Linked DNA regions of Mus musculus: all the other regions are linked to region 3. The links are chromatin contacts, called in public Hi-C and HiChIP or PLAC-seq maps. All regions are on one chromosome and are shown on one strand. The core of a region is the stretch at or near the end of the contact, and the rest is flanking DNA. Distances in the headings are between cores, read along the strand shown.

Evidence for each region. A called contact is a pair of places that touch in the nucleus more often than the background predicts. HiChIP or PLAC-seq counts read pairs in DNA pulled down with a chosen protein or histone mark.
Region 1: an H3K4me3 HiChIP or PLAC-seq map of forebrain shows a contact between it and region 3, with 5 times the contacts expected there. The contact joins two enhancer-like sites. A contact is called at or near these places in 2 of 484 Hi-C or Micro-C datasets (brain and cortical neurons) and 6 of 115 datasets of contacts at active chromatin or transcription factors (VIP interneurons, astrocytes, embryonic basal ganglia and 3 more).
Region 2: a Hi-C map of cortical neurons shows a contact between it and region 3, with 2.1 times the contacts expected there. The contact joins two enhancer-like sites. A contact is called at or near these places in 2 of 39 promoter capture datasets (the C10 cell line and embryonic stem cells), 3 of 15 datasets of contacts at CTCF or cohesin (embryonic stem cells, large pre-B cells and pro-B cells), 102 of 484 Hi-C or Micro-C datasets (3T3-L1-derived adipocytes, the Ba/F3 cell line, the C10 cell line and 55 more), 9 of 115 datasets of contacts at active chromatin or transcription factors (astrocytes, differentiating embryonic stem cells, embryonic stem cells and 4 more) and 2 of 9 other capture datasets (adipose tissue and embryonic stem cells).

The regions. Positions count from the first base shown.
Region 1 is chr6:28,978,618-28,982,723 of GRCm38.p6, reverse strand. No RefSeq gene overlaps it. Among named protein-coding and RNA genes, the nearest start is that of Gm38779, 15 kb to the right of the region's middle. Within about 2 kb of position 1,628, at least 115 of the 459 cell types and tissues checked have an H3K27ac peak or open chromatin away from gene starts, as enhancers often do. A contact at or near this core is called in VIP interneurons, brain, cortical neurons and 1 more, where this site is marked.
Region 2 is chr6:28,887,765-28,892,379 of GRCm38.p6, reverse strand. Snd1 (staphylococcal nuclease and tudor domain containing 1) reads right to left here. Exons shown (of 24, transcript NM_019776.2): 23 at 4,257-4,301; 24 at 3,548-4,145. The coding sequence ends at 4,080. Among named protein-coding and RNA genes, the nearest start is that of Lrrc4, 58 kb to the right of the region's middle. Within about 2 kb of position 1,734, at least 13 of the 459 cell types and tissues checked have an H3K27ac peak or open chromatin away from gene starts, as enhancers often do. A contact at or near this core is called in cerebral cortex and cortical neurons, where this site is marked.
Region 3 is chr6:28,536,271-28,540,300 of GRCm38.p6, reverse strand. The region is part of intron 9 of Snd1 (staphylococcal nuclease and tudor domain containing 1); the gene reads right to left. Among named protein-coding and RNA genes, the nearest start is that of Snd1, 58 kb to the right of the region's middle. Within about 2 kb of position 2,245, at least 37 of the 459 cell types and tissues checked have an H3K27ac peak or open chromatin away from gene starts, as enhancers often do. A contact at or near this core is called in VIP interneurons, brain, cerebral cortex and 2 more, where this site is marked.

The DNA of each region.
Region 1 (4,106 bases), core at 379-2,878, 440 kb before region 3:
TGGGGCCGGAGATTGCGCACTCCTAGGCCTGGCTCCCAGAGTTGGCAAGGGGGAAAAAAAAGAGAGAGAGAGAAAAGGCTAGGCAGGTGCAAGCCTGGCGCTGTCCACGCCGAGGTGCTGAAATCGGAGAGCAGCGGGTCTAAAAGGAGGAACCCTGAGAAGGTTGTGCTTCCGCCACAAGTTAGAGGGGGCGGGTAGAAAGGGATTCCCTCTCGATCCCCCCTCCTTCTACTTATCCTCAAAGAAAGCGCACGAGTTAGTTGGGGCAAGAAGACAGGTTGGGCTTTGAGAAGAATGCAGCAATCTGATGCTGTGGTCAGCTTGGGGAAAGCTGGCCAGGATCCCCCTAGGAGCAAGGTGCAATCTGGACCAACAATCGGAGAAAGGATTCCTGCACTCAGGAAAGATGCCACGAATACATAGCAAGGAAGGATACGTAAGGCGTTCCCATGTACACGGGTGGCACAGACACATTTGCACATAGACCCCCGTGGGTAGGTGCACACACACCCTGTGGGCACACCAAACACACTCAAGCAGTTCTGTTCTCCCTCTTTAAACAACACTGGCTCCCACCAGGTTACAAAGTACCTCTCCAGCCTAGCATCACCTTGGCCTGTATGGCCTGGATGTCCCTCCCGCTTTGTGTCTGGGCCTCAGATGGTGACCCCAAGGGAGGCATAATCAGGAAGGAAGTTCCAATTCTAGTCTGAGACCAGGGAAGATGCTAAAGTAGAGCAGTCGGCTCTTGGGCCCACAAAAAAAGGGGTGCCACAAGCGAAGAGTGCCTCCTAAGACACCGCTTCTTCTTCTTTCCCCAGACGCCCATTTATGGTGCCAGGACAGTAGAGGAGAGTGGATGGAAATGTGTCTCCCTCCCAAACTGAAGACACCCAGAGGACCAGCGCGTACCTGTGCGTGGGAGGCCCCACGAGGAGCCTCCTCAGAGTGTCCGGACCTGCTGGCTCCTCGGGCTCCCCTTGGATAGAGGTGGTTTAGGAGTGGGGGTTACCCTGCTTGCCCTCCACACGGCCTCCTGGATGTCCGTGGGTAACGGAGAAACTCCGTTCCGGGCAGCGGGAAGTTACCCGTGTTAGAGCGCTGGGAGGGGGGTGTCCTCCGGTCTCTGGGCTTGGCCAGGGCTGCTGCGTCCCCGCACCCACCGCCCTCACCACCTCGCTGGCACCCTCCCGCCCGCAGACTGCGCGGAGCCTGAAAGCCGGGAGCCCGCCCGCCCTCCCGGAGAGTCTGCTGCTGACCTGCATTGACGTCATTGCGTCATTAGGTTTCCCCTGGAAACACTGGCTCGCCCGAAATAGTAACACATTAATTCAGGCCGGGGGAGCAGGAGAGACTGTTTGTAACCCTGCAGCTAACTCTGCGCGCGAGCGAGCGCGCAGCAGCCCCCACCCCTCCCGAGAGCAGCGCCGGCAGCGCTCACGTACTATTTTGAGAACAAAGGAAGGCAAATTTATAGAATCCCAGAGAGAAAAGAGAGAGTGCGGGGGACGCCGAGACCCTCTCAACTTGCACGCGCAGACACCCGCGGACACACACACTCACACACACACACACACACGTGTGCGAGCCACACTGGGTCTCTCTACCCTCGAGTGGGCGGGTCCCGCGTTCAGGCTCTTTCATGGACCTGCTGTGCTGTGCGCCAGAGTCCCGGTGCTCCGGATAGGTTCGAGTCAGAATTTAACGTCCTACTGGGTTTGAAGGATTAACTTCCTCCCACCACCCGCGACTCAGTACCGCAGGTTGGTCTCCACACCATCCTTCCCCGCTAGGGTCTAGCGCACGCCTGGGGCCAGAAGCAGGGACACCCTGCCCTTTCTCCTCCAGCTGTGCTCCGCCCTGTGAGTGGAGGAAATCCTGCAGGGATCCATTCTACCGCCTGAGGTTCACCCCACCCCTGGGCGAAGGATAGGGCTGGACTACATAGGCCTATGGTTTAACAGGACGCCTTCTCTTAGAAGGTCGACTGATTTGGGAAAGTCTGGGGACACGATTGCTGTTCTAAGTACCAGAATCCTTGAGGCCAGAAAGTGACCAATTTCTCTAAGAGTTAGTTGCTTCCGACTCTACTTCTGGGACAAGCAAGCAGAAAGAAGCTGGGGGTGGCTGGGAGCAGGCTGTCTAAGAGGGAGTCCCCGACCTCAAAGAGTAGTGTCTGCTCTTCCCTATCTCAGCCCTTGATTCAGTCTTTTCCCACCAGATCAAAATAGCAAACGCCTAGCCAATCGGAGGGGGGCCCGGGGGGGGGGGGGCGAGCTGGACTGCAGAGCTCTGCCAGAGCAAAAGGCCAGAGCGCAAATCCTGCCAGGGCTGTGTGAGCTGCGGGTACTGCGGGTGGATGGGAGGTGGGGAATGGGGCGGGGCATCGAGATGACCCGCCTTCCCCTTTCTCGGGAAAGCTCTCAGGAGCCTAGTGAAGAACATCCAGAGGTCTGTGTTTCAGTCCTCTCTAACGTTTCCTCACCTCTGCTCACTCTTACGAGAGAAGTGTGTGACTTGTCTCCCAAGGTTCTGTCTGCCTGTTCCTGAGGCCAGAAGCCACCTCTCCCTCTGGACTTTCACGTGTCACCTGTGTCCAGGTCGTTTCCTCTTGACCTCAGCACCTCATTAGCCACAGAGATGAAAAACCAAATCAAACCAACCAACCAAACGATCAAAACAAAACAACAACAACAACACAACAAAACAAAACAAAAAACCCTAGCTGTCCCTAACAAGTAAGAACCAGACTAAGAATAATATGTGTAACAAACAGGTCTGATCTGGCCCCTGGGAAGCTGTGTGGCCTTGTCTTTTCATGTCCCTTTCCCTCCCTGAGCCAGGGTGCCCTTGACTGTAAAATGAGGCCACAGTCCCTTGTTTTCATTACTTTTTTTTTTTTCATCTCTCTGACGAAAGCACCTTATGGAAGGAGGGGCTTATTTTGGCTCGCAGTTTGAAGAAATGTTGTCCATCACAGCAGTGGGAGGGGCCACGAATCAGGAAGTGTAGGGCGGGCGGCTGCTGATGCTCTGTCGTCTTTCTCCTTTCCCACTTTTTTTCTGTGTGGAACCCAGATTTCAGGGTAGTGGCAGGCATATTCGGGGTGTGCCTTACCTCTCAGTTAAACCTCTCCGAAATCACTGTCAAGTCACACCCAGCAGCGTATTTCCTGGGCGATTCTAAATCCAGTCAAGCTGGTCACGATTATTAACCTTCGCACCCCTTCCCAGGGCTGGACTGTGAACACAGGAGAGGATAGCAGAATGTATCCTCTGAAGAAATGATGTGCCTCCTGCTCCTACCCAACAGTGGATTCTCTCAGCTATGAGTGAACCTACCTTCTCTGCCTCCCTGGCCCATCCAAAGATGATACTCTAGTCTTTCACTCCATGGCATCCCTCAGCCTCTGTCTGAGTGCTCTGCTCCCCACCCCAGCTCCAGCAAAGCAGTAACGGAGTCAGATTCAAGTACAGGCAAGCAGTGGTGGTTGTAGTGGTGGTTGTGTGTGGTGATCTGGCTTTCTCCCTCCCTCTATGCTTATTTTCCAGCAGGATATTCACCAGGCCTATATGGTCTGGACATCTACCCACCGTCCCTCCCCTACCCAGAACTTCTGTCCCATTAAGCTGTGGCCTTCATCTGCTTGTCTGGCTCCCCGCCTGGACCACTACAGGGACCAGAGCATGTGGTGCTCTCCTTCTGGCACAATGACCAACCTGTGCTTGTGAACAGAAATGGGTAATCCCTCTTTTGAACATTTGTTTCCATGTACCTCCTCCCCAAAACTTAGATCAAATTTTGACTCCATCTTGCAGGCCTTGATCCCCATGGTTAAAGGTTTTCATGTTATAAGTCTCTGACCACCAAGAAGGAGCTCTGGTTTTAGTCGTTTGAATGGCTATTCTCTAAGGAAAGAGTAGAGCTTTCTGAATACATCTCTTAGAACTGGAAGTGGATCTTACCTGTTAGGTCCAAGGCCTGCCACAGCCCTGCCCCACTTCCTGTCTCCCCCCCCCCCCCCCGCCATCCTCCACCCTCAGTACCTTGCTGAGTGCATTTGCTTTTTGGCCGTCTTATTTCTCTGTCCCCCAAGAGATAGCCTT
Region 2 (4,615 bases), core at 485-2,984, 350 kb before region 3:
GGGAGTCCTCTACATAAAACACCACAGCCAGGGGGAGCCGAGAGGTGGAAGCACAAGATGGGCAAAGTCATCCATCGGACAGAGGTCAGAGAGGGGCTGCCTGTGGCTGACTGGGAGGGAGCTGCTGCTGGCCTCTATTGAGTGTGGTGCAGCTTGTGGAGTTTTGTTTATGTGTGAGCTACACCCCTGGTGCACTTTCCTGAATGTGTTCCTTACACACCTGCAAACCAGGGAAGGAGCAATACCAAGTAGCTCTCCTTCCATCCTCCTAAGGGGCATCTGTTTACACAAGCCCTTCCCTGGGAGGGCTCAAGTAGGCAGGGATGGCAGGATCAGCAGCCTTGCTGGTGTGGTATGGGAGTACTGCTGGAGCTGAAGCCTGGTGGCTTTCAGAAGGCCAGCATGGCACCCTGCAGTGTGAAGCAGCCTGCTGGGTCAAGGAAGTGGCTGGAAACAAGACCCAAGCATATCCCCTGGGAAGGATGACAAGACACCAGGGGACCAAGACTACTATGCCATCTCCCCCACCTGCCAGCAGCCAAGCTGCCGGGTAGAGGGTGGTGTACGGGCCCCCAGCCCGCCTCCCCAGGCTGCTGGCCAACCTAGTGTAAATATTATTACACTCCCACGCATCTGAAGGACGTTAATTATTAAAACACATGCCACCCAGGGTAGTGCACTGTAATTAGGTTCAAATTAAATTAGCATCCTCTTGTAATTAGGACATCAATAACCACTCTTGAGGCTCCAGCACTCTTGCCCCTCCCTGATGCTTCCCACCATGGGCTAATGCAAGGAAAAGGGGTCCTTTTGACTAACTCTCCCCAGGACGTACGAATAATCAAGCCCGGAAATGAAGGGAGGCAGCTGGTGAGGCCTTTCCTCCACGGCCTGCCTTCTCTGGTGGCCGTGTGTGTAGCAGAGAGGAAGATGATGTCACTGCAAAGGGACTTCACGTACCAGTATCTCCCTGTCGGTCATCAAACCCCAGAGTTCAAGGAATTCCCAGGACAAAGTCAGAGATGAGCAAACCCTTCCTCATCTGTCAGACCAACTTTCTCTTCTCCCCCTGGGAAGTTTCTCAAGCCACTCAAGCCAGGGGCTTAAGACCCTTGAAACTCCAGGACATGACTGGGTTTTCGTGTACAGCACTGGCTGCCTCCTGGGCTGTTGTAAGGCTCCGAGGACCTCAAAACAGCCCTGACACTTTGCTGGACCCAATGCCATGCTAAATGCTGTCTGCGTATTAATCTGTTTAGCAGGGAGGCAAGAAGGGAATGAACAACTGGGGGCAAAACTGGAAAAGCACAGGGAAGGTATATAATCCATGGTTCCAAACCCATAGAGCAAGTCCAGAAGTCTGGGCGTTCTGGGGCTTGCCTGCAAGTACTGATGCAGGACCAGCATGGACGGAGACAGAACACGCCAGTGCATTCGCACATGAGTGTCTCCTTCATGTGTACCCTTAACACGGACTCCCCAGCAGCTCAACAGCCGTGGCAGAGAGAGGCGCAGCAGGCTGGAGCCTGCAGCAGAGGCTGCCTACCTGGCGACTGCCCTGACCTTTGTCTAAACTAGCCTTGGAAGAGAAAGGAAATAACAAGTGGGAAGGCTCAGGCGTAATTTCATCTGGAAAACTATGGAAGGCTTATCCTTGGGTGCAGATGTAACCAAGGCAACTGTTACGATGGGGAGATGATTTCAGACCCTTTTACAAAGAGTGGGTTGGCATCTTGCCCCTCTGCCGATTGCGCTCATTGTGAATGCACAGCGCCCTGCCTTGAGGCCTTACTGGGAGCACTGTAGAAGGTAAAGAAATGAGCTGGGCATCCATTCTCTTCTCTGTGGACCAAGCAAAGTAAAGCCATGGTAAAAGCATGACTGCCTACTGGGGGGCGGCAGGGTCACCTAAGTCACCACCACTCTGAGGATTTGGCAGACAACCCCAAGAGCTGTGCAGAGTCCTGGGGCTGCAGTTCCCTTGACTGCAGAGGCTCTGAGACAGGAGTACTGGTACTTGTTCCGAGCAGCCCTGAGGGGCTCAAGAGAGAAAGCAAGCGCCCGTAGGATTCCCGGACTGACCCCATGCTTCCCCCAACCATTCCCTTGCTTCTCATTTCCAAAGATGTGCTAGCATTGTTTTTTTCACGACAGGGTCTCGCTGTGTAGCCCTGGCTGTCCTGGCACTTGTGGACCAGGCTGGTCTTGAACTCAAGAGATCTGCCTGCCTCTCCCTCCACAGTGCTGGGCTTTAAAGGCTTGTATCACCATCACCAAGCTCAAAGATGGATTTACTGTTCTTTAAAATTATGTGCGTGTGTCTGTGTGTGGGTACGGCCACGACAGTACAGGAGCCCTGGGGCTGGAGTTTACAGATGCTGTGAGCTGTCTTAGCTGGGTGCTGGGAACTGAACTCAGATCCTCTGCAAGAACAGTACATGCTTTTAATTGCCGAGACACCTGTCCAGCCCTTCCTACTTGGTTCTTACCATTTTTGCCTCTCGCCCTACACAGGCACCAAGACCAAGAGGAACACCCCTGTGTCTAAAGATGTGTCCTGAGCAGAAGCTCATGTGACAGCTGCCCAGTGTTTGGGTGGGATGTCTGGCTTGTGAGGGATAGCCAGCCTACTTTCACTGGTGCCTCAAACGAAGGCCAAGGCAGCTTTGGAGTATCATCAGGGTCAGGAAGGTCAAGCCATCGGATTTTCTCAAAGTATGTGTGCAGTTAGGGTAGGGCCACATGCATGAGGTGGGCTTTTCTCTGCCATCACATGGCTGTTCCAGGCTTTTCCCAGCCCACAGTTATGGACTATAGATAGTTCTATAGGACTAAACCTTGAAGATTCTGAGAACACTCATTAGAGTCAGAGCTAGCTTGAGGCAACAGGTCTTCCAGAGCAAGAGCCAGTTACAGCAACATGCCTTCTTCACTAGATCTGAGATCCCTCTCAGAGATGCCTGCTACTTTAGCCCTATTCTACAAGGGCATCTATCTATCTATCTATCTATCTATCTATCTATCTATCTATCTATCTATCTATCTATCTATCTATCTATCTATCTATCTGGAACTGAACCTAGGCAAGCAACTTTATCATTAAGGTATAGGCCCGGCCATTTTAAAACTTTTTTAAGTTGCTCAGGCTGACCTTGAACACAATATAGTCCAAGATGGCTTTAAATTAATTAATGATCTTCCTGTCTCAGTCTCCTGAAGTTGGGGTATACCCCGAATTACCAAGCCCAGCTTATTGGCAATCCAATGTGAGCCCACAGTAGGAACTGGGAGAGTCCTCACTGGGATCATGCTATGGGTGAGCCTTGGGGACTCTGGGTACTGCAGCCATGCAGACTCCGAGGCAGAGGTCCTGGAGGACAGTCACATGCAGTGAGTCCAAGGAGACGTCTGCTCTCCTGCAGCATGGCATGGTTGGACTTAGCAGGCCTCAGGGCTGCCTAGACCTCTATACGCAGCCTTGCTTTCAGGACTGTGGTCAGACTTCCCCCTGGCTGGGGTCAGGAACACAGTGTTCTGGCTCCACCACGACAGTAAGGCTGCAGACAGCAGGTACTATTTTATTGGGTCTCAAAAGCTTTAAATACAGACCAGGCTGGTGAGGAGGCAGATGTGGGCACACCGGAGTTTGAGAACGGATGTATCAGAAGTCACATAATCAACACTTGGGAAGAAGGGTGGTCTGGGGGACGAGGTGGGTGCCAGCTGACAGCTGCCTCTGTGTCACGGTTATACCCTTCACTAACACAAAGTCTTTCATGGTTCTTTCCTGATTTGAAGACAATTAAAAAAAAAAAAAAAACCAGCCCCCTCTCCCCAAATAAAAATACAAAATCATCTGGGAGAGACTGGACGGCATTACCACTGTGCGGGTCTGCCCCCAACTAACCTCGGGTTCTCCACCCCAGCTTCAATGCTAGCCACGACAGAGGAGGTTTCTGTACACTGAAGCAAGCTAGACCCAATCTATACTCCCTCAACCAGGTCTGGAGTCGACAACAGCTTCCTGGCAGCGGGAGAAGGTCTGGCATCAGCGGTGCTGGGGGCCAGGCAAGTTCTCCTTAGCGACTGTAGCCAAACTCATCAGCGTCATCAGCGCGGAAGTCTCCATAGCGCCACAGGTTCAGCTGTGAGAGAGGGAGACAGGACACGACTCTTAAGGGACCTGTTACCCAATGGAAGCCACCAGGCCACGCCTCTCAAACTCAACCCCTCCATGACCCCAGGCAAGAACTCACCCTGGCACTCTTGGCTGATTCCTGGGCATTCAGGTATTCTGTGATCTGAGGGACATAAGAAGATGGGAAGTGGTCAAGATGGAGGTGCTCTTGAATGAGCAACCAAAAAATGCTGCTACAGATGGGTGGCCCCCAGAGGAGACTAGCACTTAGAGCAAGCTGCAGGCTGTACAGCCACATTGCTCTCTGGGTTTGCTCAACTTTGCACTGGCTAATCCATGTGTTCACAGGTTTTTTTCCCTTCATGTCCCACCTGGCTATCTATTCCACCCCTCAACTCTCTGATAAAACACTTCCTTCTTCATGTCAAGTACAATGACCCCCATGTAAAGCATGCATTTCTGCCCCTGATCCTCTGG
Region 3 (4,030 bases), core at 996-3,495:
GCACAGACACTTGCACACATTTACCATGCATACAGATAAGAACCATTAGACAAAAGATAAATGGAACCATATCCATGATTATGGGTAAGATCTAATATTGCCAATGTCGATATTATTTTTGCTGGTTAATAACAATATTATTATTGTTGGTTGGTTTGATTTTGTCAATTTGTCAATTTGATACAATTCTATCAAAATCCCAAATGTAACTACTTTTACTTTCTTTTCATATGCAGTTTCACAGATTTACAGGTAATCTGTGTGCACAGGCTATGTGTGATACATATTAATACTGTTGTAAACTTGACAAAATCTAGAACCAACCCCGAGATTAGTCCTTGAGCATGCCTGTGAGGCATTTTCTTAAGTTGGTTAACTGAGGTGGGAAGATCACAAACCAGAACCACTATCATCAACACCACCATCACTAGCACCAGCATCAGCACCTTCATCAGCACCCAGTCACAGCCTGGGCCTGGGCAGAATGAAGAGGAGAGTAGGCAGGCCCTGGGCACTGGCATGCACACATTCAATGTTACCTTGCTCTGACTATAGATACAATAAAACTAGTTCCTTGGGCTCCTCTACTACAACTTCCCTGCCATGATGAGCTATAAGCTAAAGAAACTTCCTGTGAGTTGCTTTTAGTCAGTTTTGCTAAAAGAGGAAAGAAAAGCTAGGAGAGAAATCAGTAGCAGGTGTGAGGTGTTGCTGTCACAAACCTGTGTGGTTCTTAGGAAATATATTGTGACTAGAATGTGGATTTGGTAGCCTAAGCTAGAAGAGCCAATGAACACCAGAAGTATTCATTTACTGTTTAAGTTTTGTCAGGGTATTTTTACCATAGTATTAAGAAACAAAGTAAGCTAACAAGCCAATTGGTATTGTTCATGGCTTACTATATGTACTACTTAAATGAGCACCCAAAGTGGCCTGATAGGTTGTTTGACATCGGTTTGATCTGGCCTTGCAGAAATAGAAAAACATGTTAAAAAAATTTTCACTTTGGAGCTCAAAGGGCCACCAAATAGGCAAAAATAACAAAACTGGATAGCACATGTTTCTTTATCTCAAAAGTTACTACAAAGCTACAATAATAGAAGCCATATAGAACTGTCATAAAGACTTGCAATTCAGACGAGTGAAAAAAGGACAAAAATGAAGCTTTGCATTTGTGGTCAGATGGCTGTGGACAGGATGGGAATTCAGTAGGTGAGGAAAGGCAGTCTACAACAGACAATACGGAAAGCTGAAGGCATGAATGATCGAGCTGGAGCCTTGATACCACACTAAAGACTGACTTAAACTGGATCGGTGACTTAAATATGAAACGTTAAATATCTTAACAGAAATCACAGGGCAAAAACATCACTGTTTTGCACTTGGTAATGATCTATTGGTTATAAAAACCAAAGACAAACATAATAATGAAAATAGTAAATTAGATTGTGCACCAAAGTACAACTAATAGTAAAAGGCAGCCCACAAAATGTAAGATGGCATTTCTAAATCATGTATCTGACAAAGACTTAATGCTCAGAATATTTGCAAAATTCCTATAATTTAACAACAAAATCAAGCAGTGCAATTAAAAACGGGAAAAAACCCTGAGTTCAACACCCAGCACTACAAACAATTTTTAAAAACTGAAGAGCAGGCAAAGGACTTACAGAGACATTTCCCTAAAGCAGGCTACACAAAGATGACAAGCACAGGGGACAGTACAGCACCCTGCAATGGCATGCCATGGTAAACCTATCAGGATAGATCCTTCAAGGAAGTAAACTAGGGGGCGGGATCTCAGAAACCTCCTATCAAACGTCTATAGCCATGATGCGGAAGAATTCATGAACTAGAATCAAAGAAAAAAGTGGCCGGGGCAAAGTCAGGTCCATTCTGACTAAATACCTGCACTCCAGCAGATCCATGCTGCAGCCCTAGTTACCTTACAACCTGCTCTCCAATGTTGGCTTTGGCTCTCAATGCCAGCCAACTATGTGAGCTCTCAAGCAAAGTCTCAAAGAATGAGCTTGAAGGAAGGAGTTTGCGTAATTTTACATCTTTTCAAAACACAATGTTGAGTGTTGTTTATGCTATCAAGCAGAGAAGGTCTCTAACAAGCAGGGCAGTGAGAAGACATCTCTTGATGACAAGCGCTTTCCCCCTGCCCCCAACAATGCTATTCAGGTCTGTGAAATCTGCAATGCCCACAGATCCAGCAGTAAGGACAGGGAAGCCAAGCCACGTGCTCAGGGGACCATATGGCTACAAACTGCACAGATCAGCTAAAACGCCACAGGGAAGGCAGGCAGGGAACTGGCAGGCCACAACAGGCACAAAAGTCGCAGGCAGGCTCAGCTAATCGCTGTGAAGGGAACATGCTTCTCTGCTAACCTGGAGAGACAAGAAGAGGCCTCCTTTGCATTTCTTTCTTTCAGGGATAAAACTGCTTAAGCAGATGATGAAAACCAATTTTTCAACAGGCCAGATGTATAAGAAAATCCTTAGCTGAGTTTTCAGATTTCTCATAGTGACCCTCTTAACAAAGACCCATCTACAGCTTTTCAGAATTCAACTAGGAGACGCAGAAGTCCCCGCTGAAGAGGTCAGGAGTTACCTTTTCAAGGATTTCAGACGATTTTAGTGATGTCCTGTAGAATTAGCTCCTGTACTGCACAGTAACTGTGGAATAGCCCCTATTTGGAATTGATTGGGGAGGTCTGTGGGACTTTAAACTGTGGGTGTGAGGGCCCTAGGCCATAAAGACCTTTGTTAGACTGCCTTGAGAACTTCCTGGGCATTAACACACCATTTTTGTGTGTGTTGAAGGGGTTGCAGGGGGAGTGATAATGGAACTAAGGATTGAATTTAGGCCCACACACATACTTGGCAAACATTCTACCAATGAGCTACACCCCCACCTCCTAACATTTTCAATTATTTAAAAATTACTATTGAGCTACAGCTGGGTTTGGGGTTACAAAAAACAGTGAGGTGTAAAGCCTAACAAATATTTATTATGTGTTCCTTTCAGAAAATGGTGGCCAATCCTTCTTTGGGCACAAATCAGAAAATAAGCCTACTTCTATCAGTTAATAGTTCTGAAGACCTATTTGCAAAAATATTCCAACTACCTCTGAGGAAATAACTAGCATTTACAGACACTCAGTACACTTTCTAAGTATGGGAAAAATTACCAGCTTACATGAATAGCAACCTTCTGGAGACTAGTTAAATAAATTATGGTATAGCTTCACAGTGAAATATTAGGTACCAATCAAGGAAGTTGATCCAAATGCTTTTTTTTTTGGTTCCTTCTCTAAACAATTATTAAACAAACAACAACAACAAAAATTAAAGGATGTGTTTAACCCACCTATTCATCTACTTACATAAGCTCAAGAATATAAAGATAATCTGAGACCAGGTCTGCCAGCCATAAGATCCTGAAAGCCAGTGTGTAAATGGATGACTAGCTCACTCCACAGGCTCACTAAAAACCAAATCCTGTGGCAGAAGTGAGGAAACGAACAGGTGATCTGATAGAGAGTGCGGAAGCCCCATTCCCTCTCCCCTAGCTGTCCAGAAAGACTCCGGAACTACCAAATCTGGCATCTTAAGTAACAACCAAGGAGCTGAAAACCAGGACTGCCTTCAAATCTTTGAAACAGCTGCTAGACTTCAAGACATATGCCCAAAATCCGCACAGTCTCAATGCTTGTAACTTAGTATTTTAAAACCTTATTCTTAAATGAAAGACAACCAAAGTCTATCAAATACTTGAGGAGCCTCGAATATGAAAAATGGTGGACCAAAATAACCAACAGAGGGACACAAGGAACACAAAGGAAAACTGTAGACTGAAAGGTAATTCTTCAGAGAACTACATGACCTGAAACGAGTTTTACAAGTTTGGTTTTAAATAGCAATAGAAGAGATGCATTTGAACAAGTGAAATTCTTAGAAATGGAAGGATGAATAAGGAGGGAGGGAGCATGCATGCCTATCATCCCAGCACTTTGGAGGCTGA